Regions from separate parts of the Macaca mulatta genome. Here region 2 is linked to region 1. Evidence: chromatin contacts called from public Hi-C data. All regions are on one chromosome and are shown on one strand. Each heading gives the region's core, a stretch centred on a gene start, on an enhancer-like site or on the middle of the called end of the contact. The rest is flanking DNA. Distances are from core to core; before and after follow the strand shown.

Region 1 (5,619 bases), core at 1,279-3,778:
AATTAAAACAAAAAACAAAAAACAAAAAAAGGCCAGGCATGGTGGCTCACGCCTGTAATCTTAGCACTTTGGGAGGCTGAGGTGGGTGGATCACCTGAGGTTAGGAGTTCAAGACCAGCCTGGCCAACATGGCCCTGTCTCTACTAAAAATACAAAAATTAGCCGGGTGTGGTGATGGGTGCCTGTAATCCCAGCTACTCCGGTGGCTGAGGCACAAGAATCACTTGACCCCAGGAGGTGGAGGTTGCAGTGAACCCAGATTGTGCCACTGCACTCCAGGCTGGGCTACAGAGTGAGACTCTGTCTTAAAAAAAAAGAAAAAAGAAAATTGTAACATACAGCCCTTGCTCTCAGGTACCCTACAGTTGAATGGAGATTAATTATGTTTAAAGAAGTGACATCTGTTATTTATCCTTGCTTGCCTAAGACCTTGAAGCAAAGTACTAAGTAGATCAAGATCATGAGCGATTTCTGGAAGAACAGCTCCCTATTAAAGACTCGGCCTAACCCAGCTTATTATGTAGAAAAAGTGTGTCATTTGCAAGTGAGATAGCTGCCTCAGTGCAAATTTACCCAAAACCCTCACTTGGGAAAAAATCCAGAGAGAAATCCTTACTCAGTAGTGCCACAGTAGTTTTATTTTGAGAACCTTTATTACCTGTAACACTGCAAGTTCCAAAAAGTATTTCTTTTAGTATTTATAATGTTTCTTTATTCACATAAACAAAAATTTTAAATTTTGACTCTGGTAACTCTATATCCTAAGCAAAGAACTTCCCAGGTAGAGTGGCTATGCGTATGTATATATTTTAATAATTTGTTTTGAAATGATCTCAAATGTATAGAAAAGTTGCCCAAATCGTGTAAGGAAGTCCCATGTCCCCTGCACTCAGATTCCCAAATAGTTAACACTTTATTGCACTTGTTTCATTGCTCACTGTGTGTGTATGCGTACATGTGTGCATGCATGTGCATATGTGTGTGTACATGTGTATGTATCCCTTGTTAGTCTTTTTCTGGACCTTTTGAGAGTCAAGAGAGCAAATTGTAGAGATAGTTTCTCATCACTCCTGAACACACCAGTGTTTATTTTCCCCTAAACAGGGACACTCTCCTACCTAACAACAAACAAACTTCCTCATCAGGGATTCAATATTGGTACAACATACCATCCAGTTCAGACGAGATCGGGCATGTTCGCGGTGGTATGTGATTCACAGAGCTAATTCACATTTTGCCAACTGTCCTAACAATGTTGTTTTCCTTTCTGGTCCAGAATGCTATACAGAGATACATATTGCATTTAGTTGTCATATAACCTCAGTCAGAGACAGTTCCCAGTCTTTCCTGTCCTTGGATGGTCTACAACCTGAGTTCCTTTGATGGTAGGAAAACCAAAAGGGATACTTTGTGGATTTTAGTGTGTTTCATCAGGAGGCTCACAATGTAGACTCCTCCCAACACTGATGATGTTAACCATGATCACCTGATCATGTTGGTTGCTTCCATTCACTGTTTTCCCCTCTGAAATCGAGTAGTATTCCATGGGAGAAGCATTCCAAAATCACCCCAGTATTCTATGCCTCACAGAACATCTACCCACCAGCCTTAGCGTCCATTGAACACTCCTGCCTGAGTCATCCTCGTCAGTAGTTGTCAAATGGTAGTTCTCTATTTCCATCCTTCTTGCTACACTTCTGTGTTGGCATCCTACTTCGAAGGAGTTTTCCTGTTTCTCTATATCAACACGGACTTGCATATTCAATGGATTGTAATCCGTTATGGTGTTGTTTACTTCATGCTCAAATTGTCCCTCATTTGGCCCAAGGGAGTCCCTTCAAGCTGGCTCTTAATACTGCAACAATTTAAAGTATACATATTGCTAAAATTCATCTGCGTTGTGCAGTTCATTAACTTTGACTGCCTGTAATATGCCTCTTTGTGAATATGCCACAGTTTACTGGTCCACTCATTCACTATTCCATCGACGGGCACTTGGGTTGTTTCCAGGTTGTTGCTATTGTGTTTTGCTATTTTAGCTCTTTAATGTTAAATTTTGAATATTAAAAGTTTGTATTAACATCATAAACTTCAGGTCTGTTTATTGTACAAATATTGAGCACCTAGAAGCAGGGTCATTTTGCACTCTCATCAACAGTGCGTGACAGGCTCATTTTTAAAATATTGCATATTTCACGCACAAATATTTAAATGATGTTTTCAAATCAGTTTAATAAAGGCCTTTTTCTTTAAACTTCCATATGCTTTTTTCCCTACTATTATGGAGAAATATTGAAATAAAAGAGTCCAGAAAGCAAAATGTAAAGATGGAAACCTGTGCACTTAACCCAAACGCTTGCCAAGGTAAAGCATCTGCGGAAACAGCAGGGACTCGAAATGACAGGCGCAGGCGCAGAAGCTCAGGGTCGCGCTCACTGCTCTAGTCCCCAGAGGGTTATCGCGAGTCTTGGAATAAACTTGCTGCGATTGCCAAAAGTAAGTTCTCGCGAGAGGTAGTTGGTTGCTATAGTTGTCAAAAACATAACTGAGGCTGCTGCAGGTAAGACAGCGATCCCTCCTGAAGAAACCCTCTCTTCCCGGCCTCCCCACCCCGGTCCTGCGGCCACACCACAGCCGTCACCCCGATCTTCTGCTCCCTCAGCTAAGTCCAGGCTGAAAACCCCGTTATTTAGACCGAAAAGCCGCTGGCCCGGCCAGGCGCGGACTCTGCCTCCAGCCCCAGCCCGGCGACCTCCACAGGAGCGCGGACGTAGGTCCTCCTTAACCGCTTCTCGTCGTAGGTCTCATTCCGCGCGGACTGCGCTTGTCCCCCAGACCAGACCCAGTCACATCGCCTCTTTCGTCCAACCTTTTTCTCACTGGACTCTCCCCTTGTAGCTTCTTCCGAGCAGATGACAAGAAATGCGTGCCTTGCCGGGGGCAACAAGAGTCCCCACCCTAGCTGCCCTGATCATAACTTTAGTCCTATTTCTTGCATTCATAGTTCAAAGACGACGCGAACGCCTCTTGTGTACAAGACATGGTGCCAGGCACTCGGGGCCCGTAAATATGCGTGAAGGTCACATGCCTTCGAAGGTGTAATTGAGCTCTCAGGACAAACGCTGCATATTAATAATATCATTTGTGCAGTGCTTCATAGCTTAAACAGCTTTAATATTTTAGGGGGTATTCACAATGTGAAACAGGTTGGAAGTTATCCATTTTACAGAAGGTGAAACTGAGGCTTAGAGAAGTTAGGCTTTTGCCCAGGGGCACATAGTTACTAAGTAGGAAAGGTCCTTTGAATACCCAGTCTTCATAAACAGGACAGCTTGTGGTAATGCCACAAGAGACGTGTAAAGTGCTAAATGAATTCAGAGGAAAGGCAGGTTTTTCTGACTGGGAAGCTTCATGGACTAGGAAGCATTTGAGCTGGATTTTAAAGGATGAGTAGGATTTGCTGTAGAGACGGAATGAGTAGAATGGGAGAGATCATTCCAGGGGGAAGGAAAAATGCAAAGGTTCAGAAGTGACTAAATGCAGGTGATCTTTGAAAAATACTAAGCAAGAGCATAAGCTAGAAGAGGGGAGTTGACTGGCACTGCAAGATCCTAGAAAGCCCTGAATGTAGTACTACATTTAACTACAGTTAAACTGTAGTGTTACAGTTTAACTTTGTTTGGTAGGTGAGAGGGAACAAGACAGTGGTATGATCAGATCTGTACTTTAATAAGGTAATTATCTGCTTGTCTCATCTCATTTTCTCCCTATTTCTTCTTACACCACCGCTGCAAGCTACTTGCTACTTGCTATGTGTGTTGTTTTGCCTCTGAACGTTTTAAAATCTGTTGCCTTTCTTGGAATATCCTTCCCTTTACTCTATTAAGACATAGTTCCAGGGTACTTCCTCCAAGATTTTCCTGGCATGCACACGTATTCTCAAATCCAGCTAGGTCCCAGCTTCATGCAGCACTTCCTTGCTGTATGATTGCTGGTATGATAACAAACTTCTCTGAAGCTCAGTTTTTTTCACTCAAACAGAGATTTAAGAATCACTTAGAAGGGAGGCTACGTTTAAGATAATAAATGTGAAGCACACTTGGTACACTGGCTATAATCAGTTAATTTCCTTACTTCTCACATTCTTTATATTTGTAAAAGAAAAAATAAATTTCCACCCCCCTTTTCCTCCTTTCCTCTGTCAGAGCACTTCTTCCCTCCCTTTCCTTCTTTCACTCCTCCCTTCTTTTCCTCTGTCAGAGCACCTGTCTCACAGATTATGACTCCTGGTCTAGTTACACATCTCTCGTCCTCACTAGATTTTAAATTTCTTGAGGTTAGAGAGTTCACATCTTATCTCTTGTATCCTCAGCACCCACCACAGTGCCAAGCTTAACAAAGTTTTTTTCAATGAGCAGTTCTTACAGAAGCGGGTGAGTTAGAGTGAGAAACTGGAGTCAGAGACACCAGTTAGGAGGCTTTTGTTACAGTCTAGCAGAAGGGTAATGAAGGCCTAATGCCATATTATTGAAAAGGAAAGAAGACTGATACAAAAGGGCATTTTAAATGTACATTTGACAAAGAAGTTGTCAGTGCCACTAAAGCCCTGAAACAGCCCAGAAATATGTTGTTGAACAAATGATCTGAGACTTTTAGGTGTCTGGAAAAATGCTGGAGTAGCTGAGAAGAGGCAGGATAATGATAAAGTCTGAAGGCTGTAAGATGTCGTTTTCTCTTTTGTATCACCAAATACACTTAGCATAGTATGTCCTCAGTAAATGTTTGAATTGAGTTAGAAAATAAGGCCTTTTCAACAGGCACAGTGGCTCATGCCTTTTAATCTCAGCACTTTGGGAGGCTGAGTGGGCGAATTGCTTGAGCCTAGCCTTCGAGACCAGCCTAGACAGCGTGGTGAAACCCTGTCTCTGCGAAAAATACAAAAATTAGCTGGGCGTGGTGGCGCATGCCTATAGTCCCAGCCACTCAGGAGGCTGAGGTGGGACGATCACTTGAGCCTGGGAGGTTGAAGCTGCAGTGAGCTGTGATCGCACCACTGCACTCCAGCCTGGGTGACAGAGTGAGAGCCTGAAAAAACAAAAACAAAAACCAAAAAAAAAAAAAAAAAAAAAAAAAGAAGGAAGGAAGGAGAGAGAAAAGACCTTTTCTAAAAAACAAATATCCAATTTATTTTTGAAATTGTTTGTGCCCTTAGTATTGTAAAATTGACAGTATATCTGACTAAATAAGGTATATATATTAAGACCTTTTCCAATGGACTACCATTTTATGTGGTTGCTTCTTTCCTGCTCTCAAAATATATTTTTGTAAAACTGAGAAGTTAAATAATGTTTGAAGGGAGCTTTGCAGATTAAAAAAAAAAAGGTTACCAGAGAACACTGTGAAGGATGTACGGCAGCAGTCCCCAACCTTTTTGGCACCAGAGACCAGTTTTGTGGAAGACAATTTTTCCACAGACTGGGGGCAGCGGGGATGATTTGGGGATGATTCGAGCACATTACGTTTATTGTGCACTTTATTTTTATTATTATTACATGGTAATATATAATAATTTAAAAAAAATATATATATATATATATATTTTGAGATGGAGTCTTGCTC
Region 2 (5,619 bases), core at 2,315-4,814, 120 kb after region 1:
TGGCAAGTGAGGAGCATGGTTTGCATCCATGCACTGGGTCAGATCTCAGACCTCAGTTCTGTGAGACAGAGTTCCTAGGGAAGCATTGGCTTATACGGTGTTATAATAAGTGAAAAATCTGTTGCTTTTAGGTCTTGCTGGCTTTTTCCCTCTGCATCCTATGATGATCACAAATGCTGAGAGACTGCGAAGGAAACGGGCATGTGAAGTCCTCTTAGCTTCTCAGAAAACAGATGCAGAAGCTACAGATACAGAGGCTACAGAAACATAAGTGAGCTGACTTTAGTGAGCATAGCAGTGGGAACAAAGTCAAGGTTCTCTTGAAACACTCTGCAGAGATCTTAATTTTGTTAGATTTGGAGTTCAATAAATGGAGTATCCTGAGTTGTCCTTGCTCTTCTGGCCTGACCTGCACAGGGCCCATGGAGAGATTTATTCTTGTGTGACTTAGCGCTGGATGTGGGTACTAATTAGCTTTTTTGGACTTTGTCTTGGGATAGACAGTGACTGTGGGAGGATTGGACTTTTGAGTGGGGCTCTGGGTCTCTTGGACAACTTTACAATCTACTGGCTTCCAAGACATCCTGCTTCAAAACCCCCAGCCAGACTATTCACGGCTTGTTCAAATCTTCATGTTCATCTCGCAAGTGTAAGAACAGTTACCTTTCTTACTGATTTTGTAATTGGAGATTTATATTGTCTTGCTTAATGCATATTCTTTTTTTTTTTTTTTTTTTTTTGAGATGGAGTCTCCCTTTGTTGCCAGGCTGGAGTGCGGTGGTGCAATCTCAGCTTACTGTACTCTCCACCTCCTGGGTTCAAGCGATTCTCCTTCCTCACCCTTCCGAGTTGCTGGGGAGCTACAGGTGTGTGCCACCACACCCAGCTAACTTTTTTATTTTTAGTAGAGATGCGGTTTCACCATGTTGGCCAGAATGGTCTTGATCTCCTGACCTTGTGATCCGCCCACCTTGGCCTCCCAAAGTGCTGGGATTACTGGCGTGAGCCAGCACTCCCGGCCTTAATGCATATTCTTAAATATACAAATGTAAATTTGTTATGAAAATTGCTTTTGGGGTTTAATAACCTACCTTTTAAGAATGAGAAACTGCTGGGCTTAAGGGAGTTCAGAATGAATCAAGATTGAACCATTCAAATGTGGCTGTGATTTCTGCATATATCATAGATGGGATCCTTCTGAGAATACTGGAATAGGGAATTAGGACACCAAGCCAATTCAGCTGTGAACCTTATTCTTGTACTTTTCTTTCTTGCTGGTAATTTTATGGAGACGGTTAAGAAACCTGCTCTGTGTTAGGATAAACTGTATACCAATAATTTTGACAACCTGTGATGAGTGATGCATTTTACTTCCTGTATCTTTTCCTTCCTACTTTGATGCCAGTAATTTATAAGGGATCTTACAGTTTGAATGTATTTGAATAACTTCAGTATACTTTAGCTCTACTTTTTTATTTGACTCACAACTATCCATAGGTCTCAAGCATTCCCATGTGTTTTAAAAGCCTGAAGTCAGTGAGATGAAATTCAACATCAAGAATTTGAAGTAACTTGTGAGGAAATAATATAAAGATACCATTGGGGCAATGGCTCACACCTGTGATCTCAGCACTTTGGGAGGCTGAGGTGGAAGGATCACTTGAGACCAGTTTGAGACCAGCCTGGGCAACACAGCAAGACCCCATCTCTACAAAAAATTTAAAAATTAGCTGGGTGTGGTGGTGCTCACACATAGTTCCAGCTACTCGGGAAGCTGAGGCAGTAAGATCACTTGAGCCCAGGAGGCCGATACTTAACTGTGATTGTTCCGCTACAGTCCAGCCTGGGTGACAGAGTAAGACCCTGTCTCAAGAAGAAAAGAAAACATTACATAATTTGGCTACAGCATAATAATTAATTTGATTTTCTGGTTTTTTGAAAATTTTAGTTGCAATAAAAGAGTATTTCAATGTGCTATTTCAATTTTCAGTAGCAAATGTGTATATAGAAAAATGTTAAAATTGATGTATTTGAGTACCTTAAAAAATATGAGAAACTGGAAGAAAGATAATATCGTAAAGCACCTACATATGTCCTAGGCCTTTTGTGTACAAGATTATTCGTGACGATTGTAAGGCATGAAGGTAGGTAGGATTATCTCTGTTTTACAGATAGGGAAGCTGAGGCCTAGAGGTGGAAACTTGCCCAGTGATGTAAGATTCATACCCCAGTTGTGCCCTCCTGGAAAGCCCTTCCCAACATATTATGTTGTCCATAGAGGGGAAAAAAATGAGCAAAGACAGATGTCTTAACTCTGTTATGTGACTAAGATATAGGAAATTTATAGAGGAGGTTCTGTCAATGTGCCCACTTATTTTGTGTTTTATGTTCTGAGAACGATTACCAGCCATCTTAAATTCTGTGGTTGGCAACCCCCCCCCGGGGTTGTTGCTGGTTGGCCCCTGCTTGCTTTGAGACTTTGATGCCAGGGCAGGTTGAGAGGAACTGACTTCAGCTGAGTTTGATCTTGGATGTGGGAAAGAGAAATGCTTTGAAAATCAGGGCAACCCTGGGAGGTTTAAAAGATATTAATGTATCCTGGAGAGTTTGAGGCTTTGCAGAAACTTATTGGCAGAGCAGAATGATTCTGAAAAATGCTAAATCAGTCGGGATAAGATTTGATAAGGTATTTTTCTGCCAACTCGGGTATTCACTTAGCATTGTTTATCCTTTGTCTAATACATGTATACGCATACTTCCTTTGTGAGCTTCTCCTACTTCCAAAGTTTTATCCCCAGCTTCAGCCTTGCTTTGGGTCTCCAGGCCCAAGTTTCTCACCATCTCTTGGATGATTGCTCCAGCCTACCCTGCTGCCACCTGGGATCCAACATGTTCAAACCCAGCTGTGAACTTCACAGATTAAAAGAAAGCGCCTTTGCTTCAGCAGTTTGTTATTAAGACGGGGGCTTGGGTCATGTTACCTCCACCAATGTGTAAGGTGAAAGTCCTGTTGGGTAAGAGTTTTTGTGTTTTGTGCTTTTTGGGTTTCAGTATAGAGTTTTTCCTGCAGGGCTAGAGGGAAAGTACCCCAGCATTTCCAACCAGTGGGGTGCAAAATTATTTGGGCCTACAGCTTTACCTGTTCCTTTCGGGAACATTTTTGAAAAAAAATCTGTTGAACCATGTGAAATTGCTGAATGCTGATGTTTGGCCATTTTCTACTTAAAAAATAGGCCAGCAGTTTGTAAATTCAAGCTAATATATGAACTTTTTGAAAAAGCTGTTCTGGGACACTAAAAGGTAAGACGGACGCCAGATTTCCAGAGCAAGGGGAGGAGAGAACCGAGCAACATCACTTCCTTGAAGACCTGGCTCCTGCGCGCGGCCGGCCTAGGACTCCGACTCCACGCGCCAGTGTTATTTACTCGGGCCCGCGCCTGCCTCGTCACGGCTCGTTTTGCGGCCGCCGTAAAGCGCGGATGCGCGCGGGCGGGGGGGGGTGGTCACGCCCCTTCAGTGCTTGTGACGCAGGCGCCCTGGGCATTTTGGGCGGGAAAAAGAAGCAGTCCTGGGTTGTACCCGGCACGGTTGGCAGCAGCTGCTTCCTCTGAGGTCGTATCCCTGCCCGGCATGGGGCTGCTGGAGCTTTGCGAGGAAGTGTTCGGCACCGCCGACCTTTACCGGGTGCTGGGTGTGCGACGCGAGGCTTCCGACGGCGAGGTCCGACGAGGCTACCACAAGGTGTCCCTGCAGGTACACCCGGACCGGGTGGGCGAGGGCGACAAAGAGGACGCCACCCGTCGCTTCCAGGTATGCGGGGTCACGCCCCGAGGCCGACGGGCCGCCAGGATGTCCCCAGCCTTTTGGCCGCCGGGCCCCGTCCCGGGGGAGCGCGCTGAGCTCCGCTTGGCGCCGCCTTCTGATCTTTATTTCTCGCGCCGCGGTTTCGGTGGGAGGAGCAGGGGCGATTTACGGATACTCTCTGCCCTCAGATCCTGGGAAAAGTCTATTCCGTTCTCAGTGACAGAGAACAGAGAGCAGTGTACGATGAGCAGGGAACAGTGGACGAGGACTCTCTTGTGCTCACCCAAGACCGAGACTGGGAGGCGTATTGGCGGCTACTCTTTAAAAAGGTAAAGGACTCTGGAGATTTCTTTATGGCTGTTACCATCCATCAACAAACCTTTATTGACTGCCTCTAAGATCTTGTATTTTGTGTTAATTTTGTAGGAATTAGAATTTTTGAGTTTGGCCTTGAAATATAAATACACGCACACTTAAACAGGCTTTAAATTTCCTGTTAATGTGATTGTTGCACTGAAAAGGGCAGATTTATTTTTTTTTTGCAGGATGTTCTTTATTTTACATATCCAAATGTAAGTCCTGATTCTGGATCTCCTTTCACCGTTGGAAACTTCTCTGGTCCCTAGTTAGCAGATACGAAGATTGGATTTAAAAAGGAGGACTCCGGAAAAGCTTAAAGCATAGAAAATTTGGTTCAATAATTTCAACTCAAGCAACTGTTGCATTGCAGCAATTCAACACCTAACTCTAGTTTTACTAATGTATCTTTTATTTAAAGTAAAATCTTCAAAGTTAAAGCAAATCTCCTTTGTTATCAGATATCTTTAGAGGACATTCAAGCTTTTGAAAAGACATACAAAGGTTCGGAAGAAGAGCTGGCCGATATTAAACAGGCCTATCTGGACTTCAAGGGTGACATGGATCAGATCATGGAGTCTGTGCTTTGCGTGCAGTACACAGAGGAACCTAGGATAAGGAGTATCATTCAGCAGGCTATTGACGCTGGAGAGATCCCATCCTATAATGCCTTTGTCAAAGAATCGAAACAAAAGATGAATGCAAGGAAAAGAAGGGTAAGATTTTGAATACTGTTGATTTATATTTTGACTGCTTCCAAAAAGGATTTGAGGGTATTTACAGCAGTGGAAGTAAATATAAAACTCCAGAAGTAAGGACTAGGGTTAACTTGATCTACAGTTCTGATCTAATAAAATGGGCATACCAGTTCATCAAGAGAAACCTTTTTCTAGTATGTTGTGCTTAAGATGATTTTTATTGCATAGATTGTTTAAAATTACCATAGTAAAGTAGCACTGAAATCTTTTTTCTTCTGGGCCAATTCTTATAGCATTGCTGAGGCATTTCTCAGGAGATAAAGTTAGTGGAACCCAGGTACACAGGATGGGCAGTGATCCTTACTCGGTTGAGGGGGTAAAAAGAGAATGAGAGAGACTGTCTTGTTAAAAGTGCAGATTTTTGGGCCTTTGCCCAGAGTTTGATTCTTGAGTTGAACACAGAATTTCTTTTCTTTTTTTTAAAGAAAAACTTCAGCCGTCCCCAACCATTTTGGTACCAGGGACCTGTTTTGTGGAAGACAGTTTTTTCAGTGACAGTGGGGGTGAGGAGAGTTGGGGGGCGGGTAGTTCAGGATGAAACCTTAGATCATCAGGCATTAGATTCTCTTAAGGAGCACACAACTTTTAGAACCATTGCTGCTCTCATGAGTGCCCTCAGGAACTTTTCTGCAGCTTTTACATAGGAGATGCATGCGGAGAGAAAGCTGACGTTTTTGATTCCGGTGAAAATTCAAAGGGC

Evidence for each region. Hi-C and Micro-C count contacts between places; a contact is called where the count stands out from the background.
Region 2: a Hi-C map of fetal cortical plate shows a contact between it and region 1, with 2.4 times the contacts expected there. The contact joins the promoter of DNAJC9 here to the promoter of CFAP70 in region 1. A contact is called at or near these places in 4 of 14 Hi-C or Micro-C datasets (CD4 T cells, cortical neurons, fetal cortex germinal zone and 1 more).

Annotation. Positions count from the first base shown.
Region 1 is chr9:76,184,611-76,190,229 of T2T-MMU8v2.0, forward strand. It overlaps CFAP70 (cilia and flagella associated protein 70), which reads left to right and starts at 2,529. Exons shown (of 27, transcript XM_077946625.1): 1 at 2,529-2,560.
Region 2 is chr9:76,305,011-76,310,629 of T2T-MMU8v2.0, forward strand. It overlaps DNAJC9 (DnaJ heat shock protein family (Hsp40) member C9), which reads left to right and starts at 3,565. Exons shown (of 5, transcript XM_015147398.3): 1 at 3,565-3,810; 2 at 3,993-4,133; 3 at 4,623-4,877. The coding sequence starts at 3,631. It overlaps MRPS16 (mitochondrial ribosomal protein S16), which reads left to right. Exons shown (of 3, transcript NM_001257904.1): 3 at 132-746. The coding sequence ends at 271.